2 separate regions of the Danio rerio genome follow, and region 1 is linked to region 2. Evidence: chromatin contacts called from public HiChIP or PLAC-seq data. All regions are on one chromosome and are shown on one strand. The core of a region is the stretch at or near the end of the contact, and the rest is flanking DNA. Distances in the headings are between cores, read along the strand shown.

What was found. HiChIP or PLAC-seq counts read pairs in DNA pulled down with a chosen protein or histone mark.
Region 1: a contact with region 2 is called in an H3K4me3 HiChIP or PLAC-seq map of embryo, with 4 times the contacts expected there. The contact joins the promoter of serpina10a here to the promoter of tmem251 in region 2. A contact is called at or near these places in 1 of 18 Hi-C or Micro-C datasets (an unstated tissue) and 1 of 4 datasets of contacts at active chromatin or transcription factors (embryo).

Annotation. Positions count from the first base shown.
Region 1 is chr20:30,107,652-30,111,424 of GRCz12tu, reverse strand. It overlaps serpina10a (serpin peptidase inhibitor, clade A (alpha-1 antiproteinase, antitrypsin), member 10a), which reads left to right and starts at 1,700. Exons shown (of 5, transcript NM_001045071.2): 1 at 1,700-1,858. It also overlaps a transcript of prph2lb not described here.
Region 2 is chr20:29,804,821-29,808,743 of GRCz12tu, reverse strand. It overlaps tmem251 (transmembrane protein 251), which reads right to left and starts at 1,334. Exons shown (of 2, transcript NM_001033746.2): 1 at 1,231-1,334. It overlaps itpk1a (inositol-tetrakisphosphate 1-kinase a), which reads left to right and starts at 2,730. Exons shown (of 11, transcript NM_213017.1): 1 at 2,730-3,066; 2 at 3,212-3,308. The coding sequence starts at 3,214.

The DNA of each region.
Region 1 (3,773 bases), core at 451-2,950, 300 kb before region 2:
TATGGGGCTAAGAGTATATTTGACATTATTTTCTCCTCTGGCTGCCGTCATCAGCTTCACACTATTGTTCTCTTTTACTGAAAGTCTTGATAACATCCTCGTGGTATTTTTTTTTCCTTTATTATTTCAGCAAATTGGATTGTAAAAAATTATTTGTTGTACTCTCCCCTTCACTGCACTCTAAGTTTACCCAACTATGATGACTTCTGCTGCTGAGAAAGCCAGAAATGTAAAAAGGGTTTATAGCCACAGGTATTTTTTTTATTATTTTATTTTAGTTTTTTCAGGGTTTCTACAGGTTTCATCATGATCATGTCAAATTTAAGCCTTTTTAAGACCTTTATGTATGAAATTTCAGACTTACAAAAACCAAACGCTTAAGATTTGTTTGTAATGGCCCAGTTAAAACATTACAATGTTATCATAAGGAAGATAATCAAGCCATATTGGTAAATAGAGTTAATAAACTTTTGTTAAACTTTTATTGAGATGGAATGTTTGATTGGACAAGTGTTGGCCTGATTGGGTAGCTTAACATGGACATAGAAAAATAAAAACCTACAACACATTATTTCAATGAATTTCACTTTTTAAGGCCTAACATTTTGATTTGAAATTTTAAAAATTTTAAGACTGAGCCTCCAGAAAGGCTGTAAACCTGGGGCCTTGTATCACATTCATTCGTTCTGATGTCTTCCACATACTTCAGTTTTGACATCAGGGTTTTGTTTTGTTTTGTTTTGTTTTTGGCTGTGTGTTAAAACACGTCACTTTTTAAAACATGTTTGACGTGAATGCACTTGTAGTAAAACGTGATAATGCCTGTGATTAAATCAGTTGCTTTAACGTTACAAGTGTCTTTGTATTTGCTGAGGCCCTCTTTTCTGGACAAGAACTGTTCCAAACCAAATCCTCTGAATTAAAGAGATTGGTGTGCACTTATCTTGCAGTCCGTCACCGTGACCGAGGCACGCATCCGATTAACAGCGGCCTCTCCTTCTTGGATTAAAAACAAGTCGACTAGACGACAGCACAAACTCAACAGTGTCTGGCCGTCTGCTCCTGAAATCAACGTAGAACATTGTTGTCACGTGGTACCGTACATGTTACTTTTCTCAGCGCTGGTAAAAACATCCAAAATGGGCCAATCGCAGCCATTTGTGATTACAAGGACAATTTATACAAACATGTTTTGCTTTTGGAAATATTGTGTTTATTATATTTACCTAGGTAAAAATATCTCAAATAAAAATGTCTCAAACCTTAACGCTTTTATAAATTATAGTTTCATGATAATTTACGTGCTAAAAGTACAGGTAACGTTAAAACAAGCGAACAGTAATTGTGTGGATTACAGTGGTTACTCGTGTACATCATATTAACAATTGAATAGGCAATAGTGGGATATTCATATTCGTTTTATTTATTTAAAACTACCATTTATTCAAATATAAATCATAGGTAGTAAAATAAATTGTAATATTTTATTTTCCCCAAACATGTTAGTTGACAAATGGCTGTAGAGATTTGGAAATAAATGTTACGCAAAATCGCAAATCATAAAATTACGTTTCCCCCTTGTGCGATGTAAGAGAAACATACGTAAACTGCGTAAATCATCGCGTATGGGCAAGGGGCGGATGTTGCGTAATCTGCGTACGTTCGGTTTGTTATTGATGGCGACATGACGTGAACCGTTAGACGGTGTTGTTGCTGTGTTTGCAGTGAATTGTTTTGAAACAGACAACATATCTGTACTTCTATAACTTGGATTTTGGCACTGCCTTCGAATCAGACATTTGTACCGTAAGAAGTCTGTCCTCCACAACGTTTCGGCGTTCTTTTAGAGTGATTGCAGGTATGTAGAATCGACTGTAAGTGAATACAAATGAATTGTGCAACATTTCTTTTTCGTTTAAAACCGTGTTGCTATATGTTAGCGCAGTCTACTGAATATGCGACACAACCCTTAAAGGAACATACACTGTAAACACGCCTCCTGTCACCTCTGAGAATGTTCACGAGCTCTATTGAGAAAAATACACACTAATCAGTGATCTCCGTTTGATCGATGCTATTTGGTTGAACTTAGCTGTTATTTAGAATGCACGAATGCATGAATCATACGCACGTCTGATTGCGCTTCTAGAATCATCAGAGGACATTCTCTTTTATTCTGGCTTAGACTATTAAAACAGCGAAGTATTTTACAAAGACCAAACGCAACCCGTGTAATATGATAAATAAGATGATGATAATGTAATAATATGTTAAAATTTCAGTTTAAAGCCTGACAATCAGATCCTTTAAAAACAAAAGTCGGTCAACTGAGGCCTTCATTGTGGGCTCTCACACCGTGTATTGCTTGTTATGTATTATACTGCACAGATTTGCCTAAAAACTAGGCAGCTGTTTCTAACTTACTGTACTGATGTTGCCTCTAAATTGCTATTGTGATCAGAGGCGGATTTAACCAATAAGCTAAGCGACCACTTAGGGCCCCAGGAAAACTGGTATAGGTATAAATTATACCTATAAACTATATAATGTTGTTTTCTATCATATTTTGTATGGTGAGAGTCAAATAAAAGTTTAACATAATTAACCATTTTTTAATATCAAACAAAACGTAATACTATTATAATAATGTAATATGTAATACAAATATTATAAAAATATCAATATTACAATCTGCACAAATTTGTCCACCACCCTTTATCATTGATATTTATATCAAAGGTTTAACTCAAAACCTTTTTATTAAGCTATTGTGTTTTTTATCACCTTAGAAAAGACTGATTAACGTAATTCTTTAAAAAGTCTTTATTCAATGTTCTTGTTAAATGTTGTTGTTCATCATTATTTGCTGTGAAATCTTTGGCGATTAGTATAAAACAACTGTGTATTGGTAATTATATTTCAAGATGAAAATTTATGGAACTAAGCAATAGTTACTTGATTATCCATTTAAGATTTGCTCAAAATGATGTTATTTTAAATCAAAAATACAGTAGGTCTTTAAGGAACTTTTATCAATACATTTCACAGCCACCGTTTCATTACACTACATTTTCTTTTGCTCCCCAAAATTAACCCCAAAACGCTTTCTAAACCAAAGCTAAGCATTTAAATAATATATCTTACCAAGAAATATTATTGAAGGGTATAAATTGACAACTGATACTTAATGCTGTTTAGTCAAGTTGTCTGTTATATATATATATATATATATATATATATATATATATATATATATATATATATATATTTCATTTACATGACAAAACTATTAGAATTGAATCATAGTTTTTGGCCATGAAAAATGCATCTGAACAGTCATAGCTTGTGATCCATGTTTCAAATATTGTTCAAATATTCAAAAGGGTCAATGGATTATATCAAAGACTCTAGAATACACATGCCTTAAAGGCACTTTGATTATATACACTCCCCGGCCATTTTATTAGGTAGACCTTACTAGTACCGGACCTTCTTTTGCCTTCAATTATTCTCAGGAAATATTCCTAGAAGATTTTGGTCCATTGTGACATGATAGCATCACGCATTTGCTGCAGATTTGTCGGCTGCACATCCATGGTGCAAATCTCCCGTTCCACCACATCCCAGAGGTGCTCTATTGGATTGAGTTCTGGTGACTGCAGCGGCCATTTGAGTACGGTTAACTCATTGTCATGTTCAAGGAACCAGTCTGAGATGATTCGGCCTTTAAGACATGGTGCATTTTCCTGATGGAAGTAGCCATCAGAAGATGG
Region 2 (3,923 bases), core at 85-2,584:
AAACAGCATTAGCTCTAGGGATGCTCCGATCGATCGGCCAAAGATAATCACATTTCATGACTCGATCTGCAATTGCCAGTTACTCAAGAGTTGATCGCAGGGGGTTTGTTTATGACTTTACAAGCAGAGGTAGATGCACATGCGCTCCTATATATTATGCATAGCCTACAGCAGCCACAACAGGAGGTGCCTGATGCGATCTTTTAACAGCAACTAAAATACACAGAGATGCGGTGCGACCTCTGTTCATTGTAAAGATGTATTCGATTTTCTAGATCTGCATTTTAACTTGTTATGCATCAAATATCCGCTCCAAACTTTTTCATGATTGAGACGTTGAATTCTCCTTTCATCATTTGCAGTGTTTCCAAAATGCATTGTTTGTCATTTTTATTACTAATTTTTGTGGTGGTACATTCTGCTGTGGCGACCCCTGACAAATACGGGAATAAGCCGAAGTAAAATGAATGAATGAATTATTTTCTGTAAATCTGCTTCTGGCCATGACATGTTCATACCTAAATAGTTATAAGAGAATTGTTTAAGGTATTATATGCAGCATCCTTCATTTATTTTCATTAAGTTCATACTTAGAGGAATCATACTTATTAAAAAGCTTAAAGCATTAGAATCTGTACTCTGTATCGGCTGATCACCATAACAAGGAATTAGGACTAAATATCGCCTGCAAAAATCCTTATCGAAGCATCCCTAACGTTAATCAGCAATATTTACTTGGCTCTGCACAATGATGTAATTTGATATTCTCTGGCTGCTAATATGAGTTTCCTGTTTAGAATTTGCAAAGAATACTTTTCTAAAAGTATAATATTAGGGAGAAAGTTTGAATGTGCAAATATAAAACCAATTTTGCCCCAGTATGAATAGAAGTCATGTGATCAATGGTTTCAGGACATAAAAATGAAAACAATTTTCACTGAATCTACAAGTAAACAGAAACTCGAATGGTGAACAATTAATTGCACATTAAAAACAGCTTTCCTAAAAGTTGTACGAAACAAGTTTCTAGACTAATTAATACAATCTAGCAGGAAACATTTGGAAAAAATATTCCAAAGAGGAAGTGTTTCCAGCTCAATAACCTCGCAAACACACACACACACCATCTGGAGATTTCTCAAAGCTGTTAACCAGCACTGGTGTGTCATTAAACCTCGACACGCCTCCGTCCTATAGATTACCACATGGTTTTCACTCATTGTTACTTACTGTAATTACACGATCAATCCATTTTGCTCGGTTTCCTAGAAAATTTGTTCCTCAAGCCAAAGCACACAGCGTCGGTTTGTCACAGGGTTGTTGTCATAGGACTCACTTCCTGGAATGTCTACATCCGGGAAGTTCCCATGAATCTTCGAGGACTTTATGATTAACCTAGCAAAGGACTTTACCGCCCTCGTGAGCATGTCTGTGGTACAAACTAGACTGCGATGAACACTCCACTACTGTATAGTATTACACTGCCTTGGACAATGATTTTAAACATTTACCCCCATTTTTTATTTTGCTTGCAATTGAATTTGTGTTGTGTCATATAATAGCACTGGTATATTATGGATCATGACTTGTCCTGATTGGTTTATCTGTATAAAAACAGACTTACAACACAGTTTATGATAGGTCTGGTTGATATGGCAAAAATGCAGTTTCGCTAATTATTTTCCATATTGAATGATAACCATATATATTTTGATATTTTTTGTCAATGGTTTCAGATTTAAAGGAGTAGGCTAATACATCAATGACTGAAGCCATAAAAATTAGATGTAACTAATTAGAGTAACTTAGATCTCTAATATCAACACAGTTTTAAATACCCATTGTTGCACATTACAGCTGTGTGATTGGCTCTTATATCAATATAGAGTAAAAAAAAGTCCAGAATATTGTTATTGACATCAATTTTATCGTTTATCGGCCTAGCCCTAATAGAGAATAAATAAATATATTTTTACTGAAAACCAAGAGTGAACCTTTATTCAGCTATTTCTTTGACATTTGAATTTAATGAAGTAATTATTAATTAAAAAAAAAAATTACACCAAAACTGTGATACAATTAAAACTGCACATGCCAGTAGAATGAATTGTAATAAAAACATGCTGTAACTGTCCCAATTCTGTCAATCCTGATTAAACTGTCTGTTAGGGAGATACAATAGCTTTGCTTGGTAACTTAACTTAAAGCTAAGAAAACTGTGGTTTCAATTATACAAATGAATAATGTTTCATGAAAACAGATTAGACAGTATGAGAAATTTTCTGAACATTAAAAAATTACCATTTTACCTAAAAATGAGTTTTATACTGAAGCACTTGAAATGGATGATTTCTCTCAGATTGAAGGAGGGTCTAACTGAGAATATATAGTATGAATGTTGTCACTCTAGCTTATTCTTGAATGGAGCAATTCGTCTGCCCCATGCATCCATCCCAGTCATTGATCCCTCCATGTGCCTGTATAATGTTTTATTAACACAATAAAAGAAGTTTTTTATAATAAAAAACTTATTACGTCCAATCACAAGTCTACACTTACTTTCATTTACATAGTTCCTGTGAAACATTTCAACTTTGGCACGACACAATAGAATGAATGAATTAATGAATGAACGTTGCCTCTAGCTAACATCCCGCAGTTAACATCCCGCCTCTGAAAGGGTGTGTCTTGGCAAATAAGTTTCGTTGCTGTCCAAGTGGCCAATCAACATTACATTGATAATCGACAGCATGGGCGAGTAATGGACAGACCATTTGGGCATATAAGCGTTGAGATCTCAGTTAGGCAAGGGGCACCCGCGCCGCTCTCAGACTGCCTTCTGCCATGATGTGTTTGTTATGTCGATACGTGTTGCTGTCATATAAATAATGTGACGAAGTTGTCATAAAATTGAACAACTATTTAGACAGAGAGACACGCTTTCTGGAGGACACTAGCAATACTGGATGGACCCTTGATGACAGTCTAAACCTGTAACTTGGACTTTACGAGACGTAAAGGAGAGACTCGCAACTTCACATTGATTCAGTACATTCATTCTGTCAGGTAAATTCATTCTCGCTTTCATGAAGTCGTCAGTATTTTTTAACATAACAACTAACTTATTCTTAAGTACTCTCTTCATGTACTTTACAATACTTATTAACCAAACTGCTTTATTTACTGTCTATCTGTATCTATCTGTATTTAGAGATGCAGACGTTCGTGAAAGGAAAGCGAGTTGGATACTGGCTCAGTGAGAAGAAGATTAAAAAACTCAATTTCCAAACCTTCGTGGATTTGTGCAGGTGTGTAAAAAACGCTCACAATCAGCCTACATTTGACTTTAGATTGATATGTTTTCCAGTTGTTGCCAGGATTTTAGCTATTAATTATGTTTAATACTTCATTTATAAACTTCTTACTAATATTAACTGTGGTGTTATTGTAATACAAGTGTAGTAACCATGTTTGTTAGTGCATAAATTACCATTATTGCATTATTACAGATTACTATAGTATGGTTTGTGATGTTACCATAGTTAAACTACAGCAGCATTTTTTAAAAGCTTGGTTAATTTATATAATTTCACTTCAATATTAAAATGTACCCAGCATTTACTCATCCCCAAGTGTTTCAAAAGGGGTTCATTCTTTATTTTAAAAGATATTTAGAAGAAGCCTGAAAACCTGTAAGAATTGACTTCCATAGCAAAAAAAAAAAAAAAAAACACATACAGTAGAAGTCAATGATTGCAGGTTCTTAGTTTTTTTTTTAGCAAAAGAAGAACATCTTCTTTTGTGTTTAACACAAGAAAAAAAACTCAAACAGGTTCGTAACAACTGAAGGGTATACTGTATATAATTAACATTTTTGGCTGAATTCTTTTAAGGGGCACAACTGTCTATTCCAGTTTTAACTA